2 separate regions of the Ovis aries genome follow, and region 1 is linked to region 2. A link is a contact called in public Hi-C data. All regions are on one chromosome and are shown on one strand. The core of a region is the stretch at or near the end of the contact, and the rest is flanking DNA. Distances in the headings are between cores, read along the strand shown.

The links. A called contact is a pair of places that touch in the nucleus more often than the background predicts.
Region 1: a contact with region 2 is called in a Hi-C map of tail adipose tissue, with 2.4 times the contacts expected there. The contact joins the promoter of SH3BP2 here to the promoter of MFSD10 in region 2. A contact is called at or near these places in 4 of 16 Hi-C or Micro-C datasets (hypothalamus, muscle and tail adipose tissue).

Annotation. Positions count from the first base shown.
Region 1 is chr6:116,664,068-116,670,242 of ARS-UI_Ramb_v3.0, reverse strand. SH3BP2 (SH3 domain binding protein 2) reads left to right here and starts at 2,067. Exons shown (of 13, transcript XM_042251713.1): 1 at 2,067-2,162.
Region 2 is chr6:116,527,697-116,534,088 of ARS-UI_Ramb_v3.0, reverse strand. It overlaps MFSD10 (major facilitator superfamily domain containing 10), which reads right to left and starts at 4,274. Exons shown (of 13, transcript XM_027971295.2): 1 at 3,907-4,274; 2 at 3,561-3,778; 3 at 3,357-3,453; 4 at 3,104-3,207; 5 at 2,653-2,811; 6 at 2,411-2,572; 7 at 2,048-2,156; 8 at 1,837-1,948; 9 at 1,548-1,656; 10 at 1,370-1,460; 11 at 1,122-1,169; 12 at 950-1,039; 13 at 1-821. The coding sequence starts at 3,734. The coding sequence ends at 706. It overlaps NOP14 (NOP14 nucleolar protein), which reads right to left. Exons shown (of 18, transcript XM_027971279.2): 18 at 6,002-6,392. The coding sequence ends at 6,352. It overlaps ADD1 (adducin 1), which reads left to right. Exons shown (of 17, transcript XM_060417703.1): 17 at 1-28.

The sequences.
Region 1 (6,175 bases), core at 818-3,317, 140 kb before region 2:
TCCACCGAAAGCCCTGTTCCAGGAGTGAGGGACCACGTGGGGTGCTAGCGGTGAGCCCGGCCACTTCCATGGCAGCCTCTGTGGGCCAGGACGGACAGGCAAGCAGGGTCTTTGGGGCCCGAGTCCAGCCCTGAGGGTGGGCCAGGCTGAGCGAGTGTCTGTCAACCCTGGGGCCTGAAGGGCTAGGGTGTGGGAAGCTCTGCTTGCTCCCATCTTCCACCAGAACTCCCTGGCCACCTCTCCAGCAGACGGGCCCCTCCTCGTCTCACAGAAGAAACTGAGGCCCTGCTGACTGGACACTCCCCCTGCCTCCAGCTGCTCCTCTTGGGGGTATGTCCTTCTCCAGTGCCCCCCTCGGTCCTGGTCTTTCCCCAGTGGGCACAGCCCCTTGGTTCCGGCCTTTCCCACTTCCCTCCACTCAGTTATCTCCTCTGACTCTGAGCGTGCTCTGCAGCCAAGGTCGGTCTTCCTGGGGCCCGGGACCCGTTTGCTGCTCCGGAACAAGTGGACACTGACAGGGCCCACGTTCTGTCCAGCTGCCAGCTCTGCGCACCCCCACAGCCTGGGTATGCCTCCTCCAGGCTCCTAGGGACCTCAGCCTCAGCATGACCACATCCAGTGCCTGGCTGTCCCCCGCCCTGCCTGGTTCGGAGTATCTGGCCCAGCCCCTGCCATGGCTGCCTTGCTGGACACTGGCCCTTGGTGCCCAGCGCAGCACAGAGGGGCAGGCCCGGGCCTCCCCTGTGGACAGGGTTCAGCCTCTGCAGGCTGGCCTTCTGTTCTCCGCTCCAGTCCCTTTAGCCCCTAGCCAGGCCCTGTCCTTCCCCTGCCCACAATTTCCTAAGCTCTGGGACCAGGGACCCCACCCACTCCACCTCATTGTGTCTGAGCCATGAACCCCTGCCCTGCCTGGGAAGGCTCTAGCCCCCCTAAGCCTGCTGGCCTTGCTCCTTCTCCTAAGAACACATTCACTCTCTCTCTACACCCTATACTGCCCCTTGGGGCTCCTCTCAGGAAGTCATCTCCTCCCAGAAAACCCCTTTCCCTACAAGATCTGACAAGCCCCCTTTCGCCTAGGCCCTCTCCCCTTAAACAGGGTAAACTTAGTCTGAAACTGGGTTTGTGTCTCCTGTACCCTGGTGGTTGTGGGGAAGGGCCTTGCTTGGGAGCCCCCCAGGAGGTAAAACATGAAGTACATTTACTGTTTTCTGGGCCTCCCAATCCTGGAACAAGACCCCTGGATCCTGGGAGTCCAGACCCGCTACAAGATCTGTGTCCCGGCTTGGAAGTGGCTAAAAAGTGCCCTTCGAGACTCTTCTGGAACAAGGGCAAGATTCCAGAGGTTCGGTTCCCAGCAAGCCCTTTTCTGCCTGGTGGGTGAGGGGGATGGGGGGTAGGGGATCATGACAGGGCCCTGCCCCTCCTCCTGCAGGATCAGGATCAGTGGGTTCGGGGGAGGGGGCAGCGCCGTCCCCAGTGGAGCCATGAGGGGCCCCTGGGCAGGACACACACGTGCATTTACTGCGCATCTGTTGTGTGAGGTGTGGGGATGGCGTCCACACCCGCAGCCAACCCCACAGCCTTCTCGCCTCGGGACCAGAAGTGGGGAAAGATGGGGGTTTCCCGGGCTCTGAGGTCCTGACCCAAACCCTGCACCCAACCTTGAACCCCGAGACCCGCGCTAGCTGCGCGCGGAGACCTCCAGACGGCAAAAGGAGTCGGTGGGGTGGGCCCGGAGAGCCAGCGGAGGCGGGGCCGAGATCGCGGGGAGGGGAGTGAAGGCGGGCCGTAGACCTGCCCGGAGTCTGGGGAGGTGGCGCTGGGTGAGGGTAGGACCAGGTAGAGGGGCGGGGCCTGGAGGACAGGGACGGGGCGGGGCCAGACCAAAGGGGCACGAGTCATGGGCGGGGCCATGTCGAAGGGGCGGGCACGCGCCGGGGCGGGGCCAGACAGAAGGGGCGGGGCCGAGAGGACAGGGACGGGGCGGGGAGCCTGAGGGGGCGGGGCGGGGCCCGGGGCGGGGCCAGACAGAAGGGGCGGGCAGAGTTCCTGGCCGGACCCGGCTCGTGGCTGCCTGCCCGGCGGGCGGGAGCTCCTGGCGGCCGAGCCGGGAGCCGCCGCAGGCACGCAGGGCCCGCGGGCTGGGAGCAGAGCCTCGGCAGGTAAGGCACGGCGGCGGGGCGCAGGCGGGCGGGGCGCGATCGCGTCTCCCGGGCTGGCTGGAGACTCCGGGACCGGGGTTCTCGCCAGAGAGCGGGCGGGGGCCGGTCAGTTCCAGCGCGCGCCAGGCCCGGCGGCCGGCGCCACGCTCCCCGAGGAAGCGCGCGAGTTCGGGGTGCGCAGGGTGCACTCTGGAGGCCTAGGAGCGGGGGCCGGGGCGTCGCGTCTGCTCCGCGTCACCCTCGTTCCTCTGGGCCCCCGCTTCCTCAGACCCCAGGGGTTCGCGGACGGCCGCAGGTCCCTATTACAGGAGCCACGGGCGGCGAGTTTACGAACTTTTCGTTCCCTTGGCCCGCGCAGCGCAGAGTGGAGAAAAGCTGCCCGCTGGAGCTGACTCACACTGAAGTGTGAGTGACTGATAGCCCCGTGGCTCTGGGGGTGTCTGCGAGTTGTATTCTGGGGAACGGCGAGTGTCAGAGAGCGGGGGGTTGAGGACAGCCTTCCTTCCACATGTGGGCCAGGCCCCTCCCAGCAGCCCGGCTCTCTCCTGCTGCTCTGGGCCTCGCCTGCCCCTGGTGAAGTGTTGGCAGTGGCTCCCACCGGAGGTGTTGCTCGGCCTGGGCCCTGCAGCAGCGTGCAGGCCCGGAGCCCACTCCTTCCATCCTGTTGGAGCCCCAGTGCCTCACATCCTCTCTCTCTGCCTCAGTTTGCCCATCTGTCAACACCCGTGACGTCTGTGCCAGCTGGCCAGGTGGCCATGCTGAGTAAAGAGACACTCCTAAAGGGCCCTGGCCTCAGACAAGAGCTCTGTATGGACAAGGGGCATGTGATCTTGCTAATGAGGCTGGAACCAGGCCCCAGCAAAAAGGGGGCTCAGGAAATGTTATCTGCTGTGATGAAGATGATAAAATGTGTAGAAGTTTTTCAGGACAGTCTGACAGCCAAGGGGGCAGGGCAAGTCCTGGAGACAGGGTAGGTTTCTAGAATTATGTTTAGCCCTGCAGTGAATGAGTGGCCCAGGCTCCTGAGACTCGAGGAGGGGGCTGGGATCCGTTACCTCCTGGCTCTCATCCCACCGTGTCCAGCACTGCAGGCGGGCCGGGGGCCAGCATGGGGGCTCCAGGATGAGAGCTCTGTCAAATTCCCCTCCGTTCCACTCTATTAGTTGGCTCTGTGCCCTGTGTTGGGGCGCACCCTGGCCAGAGGAGTAGATGGCCCGTACTGACCCCTGTTAGCCATCTGGAAAAAGGGGCACTGACAGAGGGTCTGCCCTTTTTGGGGAGCCCCTCAGGCCTGCAGAGTCAGGGAGGAGCCCACCAAGGAGGCCAGCTTGGGAGAGGTAGGCGGGTAGGCGACTCCAAACCTCCCTTGGCCCTTTCTGTTCACGTGGACAGAAGAAAGTGAGGTGCTGAGTCAGCCCCCAATGTCCGTCCCCCAACATGGAACCCCGCAAGCTTGCAGGCCTGCATGTGGGAGGCCTGGGGGGCACAGAGAGACACACAGAGGGGCTGGGTCCTTTCTGGCAATCCGGCTGCCACTCTTTACCAGCTGTGTGGTCTTGGCCAGGAGGCTTCAACCTGCTGAGCCTCGGTTTCCTCGTCTGCAAAAGGCAGGTAGTGAACCGCTTTCTACTGCACAGGTGGCTGTGAAGGTCCAGGGGCTGGTGGTGGCACATGGTTGGTGTCCAGCAACTGTGGGCCAGTGAGGGTGCTGTCCGCAGCCCTCGGGGCTAGAGGGCAGGGATAGCCGGGCAGTGGCTGCTTGGGAGGGGCGGGGCCTGGAGAGGCGGAGGGCAAAGGGCAGGCTCCAGGTCCCTGCTGCTTGGGTCTAGTGGCAAAGGCCCAAGTCTCTTAGGAGTGGCCAGGATCAGGGAGCCATGTGGGTCCTCCTGGTTCCCGTCCTTGATGCTCTACTGGAGACTGCGAGGGTCAATGACTGGCAGGCCCTGCTCTCCCCTTATTGGCTGGCTCGTTAGGTGGCCTCAGTAAGGCCTGGGCACGCACATACGTGATTCTCTAGGCAGCGCCAGGCAGCCTGGCCAAGGGAGGTGAGTGGCAGGTGGCCGGTGAAGGAAGTATTTGCCGTCAGAAGGATGACTGTCTGAGCCACGAGGGCAGCCGTGAAGGTAGGAACAGACCGAGCCAGAGGCTGGTAGTGCTGGGGGTGGCAGACCAGTTTGACCGGAGCGGCTGGTGTGTGTCGGATGTGGTGAGAGTATGGATGAGGGGGTGGATGACCGTGCAGAGGGGCCCAGGGGGCAGGTAGAGGGGTGGTCAACACTCTGAAATCCTACCCACAGGCAGGTGGCCTGTTGTCAGAAGGCCTCTGACTCTCCAGTGGCCCTGACCAGTCGTCCAAGGGTGGTGACAGTCTCACACGTGGGCCGCCTAAGCCACAGAGGCGGGGGCTGAGGGGTGGGGAGTGTTCTGGACTCTAGCTTCAGACAGGCAGGCCCAGCAGTGCCGCTCTGCCTGGCCACCCTGCTCCCCACGCTGGGCCTGCCTCAGAGGGCAGGCAGGACGATGCCAGGGGAAATGGGGCTGCCTCCTGGCGCGGCCAGGAGACCTGCGCCTCCTTTGTGAATGACACTTCCTGACTTGGGTGCTAGAAGGCCCCAGCTCTGGGCCACACGGATGGACTAGGGCTCGGGGGCCGGGCTCCTGAGCTGCCTGCCAACTCCAGGCGCCATGGGAGTGAAGTGCTCAGATGTGGGGAGGGGGCCCCACGGGACTTGAGTCTCCCCACCGTCCCCCTTCTCCCTGGACAGCAGAGATTCTGAGCTTCTGGCTCTGGGGCCACCTATAGGTTGACCCCTGCCCATCCCCCCACGTCAGGAACCACGCTGAGACCTGGCGCTTCTCTCACCCCTGGCCCCAGGCCTCACTGATCCTCGGCCCCTGTGGGCTAGCCACAGTGGGACCCAGCGCTCCTTGCCCTAGAAAGGTGTGGGCCCCGTCACCAAGGTGATGGCCTGAGGGGTTGGCAGGGCACCCTCGTGGTGTCCATACCTCTTCCGCTGAGGCCACGTTCCGATTCCGAGAAGTGCCCTTTGCTTCCTTGTGAATCAGATGTTTATTGTGTTCTGGCTGAGCCCAGGGTTGGGGCGGCGCACTGCTAAGCACGCCCATCCCAGGCCGCCGGGTGGGGTGTGGGTGTGGGTGTCTTGCCTGCTGGAGCCTGCAGAGGGAGGGCGGGTCTCCAGGCTGACGGGTAACCACCCTGAGTGCTGGGACCAGGGTGGGCTCCCCCCGCAGCCAGGGGCTGAGCCAGCCCTGGGGAAGACCTCCCTGAGGCGGCTTCTCCAAGCCAGCATGGCTCCTCCCAGGAGGCAGAGGAGGAGGGCGTGGAGCAGCAGCGTGTGCTTGTCCTGTCTGAGTGCCTCTCTGGACTTGAGCTACTTCCTGGGGGAAGGGAGGGAAAGCAGTTCCAACTCCGGGAGTCCTGGGGAACTCAAGTGAGACGCTGCAGAGGAGCCTGCCCTGGGAGATGTGGCCCAGACCCAGGCTGGGGCCTCCCCCGCCCCCTGGCCCTGGGCAGACGCTGCAGCTCCATGGGGGGGGGGGGGCGCCCATCCACCGCCTCCCAGTCTCCCCCACTCCGTGTCGTAATCCAGCCTCGCTCCTCTTCGGCATTAGAGACCTCCGCGGTGGCCCCTGCCCACTGCCCCCAGCCGGGGAGGAGCCAGCCTAACCCCTGCCCCTCACTGCTGGCTGCCCGCCCCCCAGCAAGGTGACGGGAGGTCAGGGGCTGACCTCAGGGTCTGGGATGCCAGGGTAGACCCTGGTTTGACCCCGAAGCCTGAGGAGCCAGGGCGGCAACCACAGTCCCCCGAGGGCCCTGGCTGGGATGCTATGCCACCCCACTCCGAGTCCTAACCCTGGGGCAGGAGGGCAGGGGCGGGGTGGGCCCCCCTCGGAAAGCCGCTGTCCCCCGGGCTTCCCATTCATGCTGGGCGCCCTGTGTACCCAGCCCGGCCCTGGGCCAGGCGTGGATTGGGAGCAGCTCGGCCCGTCTG
Region 2 (6,392 bases), core at 3,025-5,524:
AAATTCTTTACGCAGTTTCCTTGTCTAACCTTGGGAAGCAGTCTCGCATCTTAATTCCTTTTGTTTGCTCCTTTAAAATAGGACTTCAGAAGTTTAATGTTCCAAAGATTACAAAGTGAGCGCTTATCTCTTGATCAGCAGAGTTTGTCACTTTGGACCATGGGGGATACTCTGTCTGAAAAGCACCCTGCCCCAGGGGTCTGCCTGTTCTTCCCCAGAGGGCGGCGTTGGGGGCTTCCGGCCAGGGCCCTGGGCAAGGGGAGGGACGTCAGGCGGCCTCCCCCCCCAACCCCAGGGTAGAAGGGAAACGGCTGGGCGGAGCTTGGCACCCTGTGGTCGGTGCAGCTGGAACAGCTGTCACTCCGGCTGCTGCCCCTGGTTCCTGGGGGCCTCCAGGGTGTGGGGGGACGGGGTGTGCGCTGCAGGAAGGCACTTGGTGTGTAACAGCTGCTTTGTCATTCTGAGGCCCAGCTGAGGCCCTGTGTCGCTGAGAACTGAAGACAAAGTCTGGAAGGCTTGAGTCTGATCCTGACAGGCAGGTCCATGCCGGAGTATCTTGCATCCTGGAGCTGCAAGTCCCAGGCCCCGGGGGCGGGGGGCAGGGGGCCGGAGGGGGTCAGGCGGGCAGTGGGGAGCTGGCCTGGCCCAGGACCCCCTTACCCGCGCAGTCCCCCGCCCTCACATCACCGCAGGCGGGCGGCCCAGCTACTCGGCCTTGAGTGTCCGCGCCGCCGGGCTCAGGGTCCGCAGGATGGAGAAGGGGAGCAGGAAGAGCGCCGCGCACACGGTGTAGCAGACGCGGGCGCCGGCCAGCCAGTACGCTGTGGAGACAACGGGGGAGGTGACGGTGCCCCGGGCCCACCTGCCCCCTGCAGCTCGGCCAGCCACAACCCCAGCCCGGGGCTGGCCGGGCCTCCAGCATGCCCCGAGGGCCGTACCGCAGCCTCACCTGAGGCGGCCACCACGGGCCCCACGGCCCTGGCCAGGGCGCCCAGGCTCCGCAGCGTGCCCATGACCGTGCCCTTCTGCCGGGGCGAGCCTGTGGGCGAGAGGGGACAGCCGTCAGGGGCCCTCAGACCGCCTCCCAGGGGCTGGCCTCGGCCCAGGGCAGGGCCTCTCACCGTAGCCGGCGACCACGGAGGACAGGCAGGGGACCACGACGGCTGCGGCTGGGGAGACACCGGGGAAGACACCGGTCAGCCCGGAGGAGAGGCCGACGGAGATGGGAGGGGGGCCCGGCCCGGCCCGCCTCGCCCCGCCCCCGCAGGCCCCGCCCTCGCCACTCACAGGCCCCGCCCCCGCCCGGCCCTCACACCCGGAGGCCCCGCCCTCAGCCGCTGGCTCCGCTCCGGCCCGCAGGCCCACTCACCCCAGGAGTAGAGGAGCAGCCCCAGGCCCAGGATGGGCAGCGTGTGTCCCCAGCCGACGAAGAGGGAGGCGGGGATGAGCAGCAGGATGGCCTGTGGGCGGCACAGCCGGTCTGAGAGCCCCCACTGCCTCCGCAGAGCGCGGGCACCGCCTGCCCCCAGCCCCGGGGAACTCCATACCCGCTTCACAGCCGCGATCTCCCTGCCAGGGCGGATCCGCCGGGCATAGGCTCCCTGGATGGTGGCCATGGTGAGACCGATGAAGAAAAACATCTTCCCCTGTTCTACCCTGCGAGGGGCGAGCTGTCAGCACCCCTGCCCTGCCGGTGCTGCCCTCACATGGCCAGGCAGCCTGGGTGACCTCGGTCCCTGTCCTCGGGGCGCCGCGCAGTCCGCCCCAGGACCCTGGACTGGGCCCGGGGGACGCGTGTGCCGAGGTGGGGATCCGCCGGGGTTCGAGGCGTCCCACCTGCTGAACTGGAAGCGCTGGTGCACCAGGAAGCTGAGCGTGAACTCCAGGCCCGAGAACAGGAACAGGTAGAGGAAGTAGACCAGGCCCAGGCCGCGCAGGCTGCCAAGCCCTGGGGGGCAGCGAGGAGGGGCTGTGGCCCTGACCCGCATGCAGCCCCCAAGGTAGCCTGAGGGACCCCCAGCCCCACCCGCCAATGCCCGCTCCTTACTGACTCCAGTGGGCGGGTCTGGGCCCCGTGCCACAGCCGAGAAGCGGAGCAGGGCCAGAGGGCTGAGCAGGTCCACGGCCGCCCGGAACCCCAGGGAGACGGACGGCGCCTGCGGGGGTCAGCACTGAGGGTCCACTAGGGGGCCTGGGGGTGGGCTTGACGAACCCGCTCGGCCCCTGCATCTTGCAGAGCCCCAGCGAGGCCGGGGGGTCTGGGAACCATGGGGTCCCAGGAGGCGCTGCGCTCTCAAGAGCATCTGGACACCAGAAGGGGGTAGCCCGGCCTTCCCAGCACCTGGAGCTGGGACACTTGATGGGCGTCCCCACCTGCCCCAGCCTGGGCGCTGTCTGGCTCCCACCTTACCCGCTTCTGTGGGGGCAGCGTCTCTGGCAAGAAGCACCAGATGAACAGCAAGTCAGAGATGGCAAAGAGCAGGGCCAGGCAAGGCACCGTCTCCGAGGGCAGGAAGGCTCCCAGGGTGGGGCCCAGAGTGAAACCCAGAGAAAAGGCCACCCCGATGACTGCCTGGGGAAAAGAGGGTGCTTGAGCGAGCAGGGAGACCCAAGCCCCAGAGACCCCCACCCCAAAGCCCCAGGGCCACTCACCATGCCCTTGCTGCGGGCAGATGGTGAGCCCAGGTCGGCAACGATGGCGGTGCAGAGGCTAACGTTCCCCTTGCTGATGCCGCCTATCACCCTGGAGGCCAGGAAGGCCGCAAAGCTCTTCGAGGCGGCCCACGCGGCGTAGGAGGTGGCCACACCTGCCTGCCCCAGGGCAGGGGCCAAGGGCAGGGGCCGTCACTTGGGGCCAGGAGGGGCCCACAGTGGGGCTGGCAGGCTGGAGCAGTACTCCTGGGGCCCTGCCCTGTTCTGGAGCCGCCAAAGGCCACTTCTATGCCCAGTGACCCCTTGGCAGGAGCAGCTCTGCCACACCCTGGCTTAGCTCCAGAAGCCCTGCTCCCCCCAAACACCTCCCCCAGGGAGCACTGAGGGCCACTGAGGGGCCACGGAGAGCCCACAGCTGCCTCCCAGAGGGCTGCCAGGCGGACACCCGTACCAGGGACAGCAGCATCCCCGGGCGCCTCCCCAGGCAGTCAGACACGGCCCCTGTGAGTGGTGCTGAGAGGAACTGCAGGAGCGAGAAAACGGAGCCGATCAGACCTGGAAGAGACAGAGCTCACGGTCACCACTCGGCCCGGGGAGCCCCAAGAGAAGTGGACGCTCCACGGGGAGAGGGGGCGGACCATGCCCCAGAGCGAGAAGGTGAGAACCAAGGCGTGGGGAGGCCTCGGCCCAGCTCGGGACCGCACCTCCGAACAGGACGCTGTTGTATCTCTTCTCCGCTGGCATCCCTATGGCTGCTGCAAACCAGTCCACCCCGCGCTGCCAGGAGCCGTAGAGCGGGTCCTGGGGGACAAGAAGGCGTGGCAGACTGGGGCGCCTCTGAGGGGCTGGGAGCCAGGAGCAGCCACGGCGGGGCGCAGGGGCAGTGGGGCTGGAGGGGAGGGGCTCACGTGGGCACGGCCGTGGCTCTCCAGCAGCCCAGGCAGCAGGGGTAGCAGCAGGGTGAAGGCCAGGAGGTCCAGCAGGAGGCCAAGGAAGACCACAGCGACCACGCGGGTTTCTGGTGCCGGCTGCTGGCGGATGGGCGGGCGCGGCGTGCAGCTCCCGCCGGCTCCACAGCCCATGATGGGAGCGGCTCCGAGCAGGCCCGGCCGAGCGTGTGACGGGTCTGCACAAGAGCACGGTGCACGAAGGCACGTCCGGTTACCCGGCCCCGACGCCCACCCACCTTCGCCCGCGAAGTGTCCCCAACCCTCACTGCCAGAGCACCCCTGAAGGATCTGTCTGCCCCGTTACCGGCTGTCGCTCTGTGCGCCCTGCCCCCGACCCTGGGCAGCAGGAAACGCAAGCTGTGGGGGAGTTACGCAAAGAAACGGCCAGCCTGGGAGGCCGACCAGGCGGGGGCCGGGCGGGGCATCGTGGCCCCGGCACCTCCCGGCCCCCGCACCCACGGTCCCGGGCGGAGCGGTCGGGGAAACCCAGGCCCAGGCGGGAGCAAGGGGCAGCTTGGCGAGCCGGAGAACGACCCCCGCCCGCCCCGCCCGGCCCCGCCCCCGCCGCGCGCAGTACAGACCAGGGGATGGATGGACTGACGGATGGACGGACGGACGGACGGACAGACGCACGCGCAGAGGACCGCCGGCAGGGGCGGGTGCGCAGACCCCGCCCCGCCCACCCGGAAGCCAGCGTGGGTCCCCGCTCGGAAGTGGGCGTGGTTTCATAATCCGGAAGTGGGCGGGCCGCCGCGACCGCTCTTCCGGGCACTGTGCCGGGCCTCACCAGCTCGGTTCCGGGCCGGCTTCCTGGCAGGAACGGGTCCGATCGGGGGCGCCTGACAGGTGCAGCCCCATTTGCCCCCAGATTCTGCGCCCGAGGGACGACCCGCCCGCTGAGGACCCTAGGCTTTGGGTGCCCCGTCCGGAGGGCGGGGTCCATCCTGGCCGGACGCTCCTCGCGCCGTCCGCCCCGGCCAGAGGCCTGCGTCCGAAATACAGCCGCGGAGTCGGCGCGGGGACGCGGGCTCGCCCGCACTCGGGCCGCAGCGGGGACGGTGGGGCGTGGAGGCGGGACTGTCCGGCGTCCCGCCTGCCCGGGGTCGCCGGGGAGGGGCAGCTGCCCGCATGGCGCCTGGGGGCCTGGCTTGGGCTCCCCTAGCAGCCGGAGGGCCTGCCTGCACCTCCCGCTTCCCGTCCGACTCTTGAAATGCAGGCGTCTGTGGTCGAGCCGACCAGGACAGGCCACCCCCTCCTGACTGCTCGACACTAATGCACTCCTCTGTAGACGACACGAACTTCAAATAAGCTTCACGGCGGTCCCTTTTCCCGTCGTACAGCTGTTTCCCTTGAGTACCAGTCCGCTCTCCCCGAAGAGCAGGCACGGCTCAGGCGTGACGGCGGAGCTGAGATGGCTGGGGGCTCTCAGAGCAGCCCTGTCTGGCGCCTGGCCAGACGGTGACAGCTGCCATCACCACCACCTTCTTCCCAGACCCTCTATAGGCCCCCTTGTCCTGGAGGAGGCAGGGCTGAGACGGACATGCCGCCTAGTACTAACCTTTTCCAGGACAAGGCCTGCAACGGGGTGCAGAAGCCTGGGCCGGGCCGAGGTGGCGATGCAGGGTGACACGGGGCCCGGAGCTGGGGCCGATTCCCCTCCCAACAGAACTCGGCAGCAATACCTCGGCGCCCAGCGCCGGGTGAAATAGCAGCGGCTGCCCTACAAGTTTACATGAGGTGGAACCTTGAGGCTGCACAGCAGGCCGGGCTACCCAGCAAGGAGAAGCCCACCCCATTTGTGGCTCGGACACCCACCAGGGCCTGAGATCTGTGGAGCCACCCACCTGGCGGACACCTACGGGAACAGTCCTAGGGGGACAGCGGAGAGGACGAACGCTTATCCGCGGAGGCCATCCCCACTCCCCTCCGCCTGCTCTCAGGGGGTGCTCTGGCCCCAACACTGCCTACTAATGCCCAAATCACTCTTGACTCCCACCAGCCTCCGCTCCGCTGGGGAGGTCTGAATTGGTCACCCTCTTTCTCATCTTGCATGTGCCCAGTCTGGCTGATCGATCCTCAGACCTCCCCTGGTCACTTCTGTGGCTCGCGACCCCAGGGACGGGCTCCCTGATGTGAATTCTAGGGCCATCTATAGCTCCAAGGCCTCCACCACATGCCCTGGGGCCACATGGGGAGCCAGTGTTCTGTGCAAGGCTGCAGCCCCAGGGCCACAAGTGTGGGCAGGCAGCTCCTGTGTCCTTACAGAGCCGCCTGGGTCCACGCAACCCAACCCCTTCCGCCTTCCCCAACAGTCAGCCACCCAAGGCTGGATTAGGGTGACACCAATCACAGCTGCTGGGTGCCAGGGAAACAGGTGACTTTTTTTCTGACTTCTAAACTGTGTGCAAACTTGTTTCATTGATAACTGAAAATCATGTAACATTATAAATACCACTGCAAATTACACATGGAGGCACGTGTGCCTGATTGACCAGAGACGCTGGCCAGGACCCCGCCGGCCCCAAGCCTTGTGATGGAACTCAGGACTGTCTGGAAACCATGCCCAGGCGTCATGCACAGTTTATCGGCACGCTGCTCCCGTGGAGGCCTGGACCCAGCTCCAAAAGTGCAATTCGTCAGGAGAGGCTTTTTAACAGGAACCAAGTACAGGAGAAGACTCTGGCATTAGAGCCAGCAGCCCCTTGGTGTTCAGTATACAGTATCTCCTTGTCTTTTTATAAAATATAATTTATTTTTTGAACTTCTTCCTCTTCAGAGCCTTCCATTCGC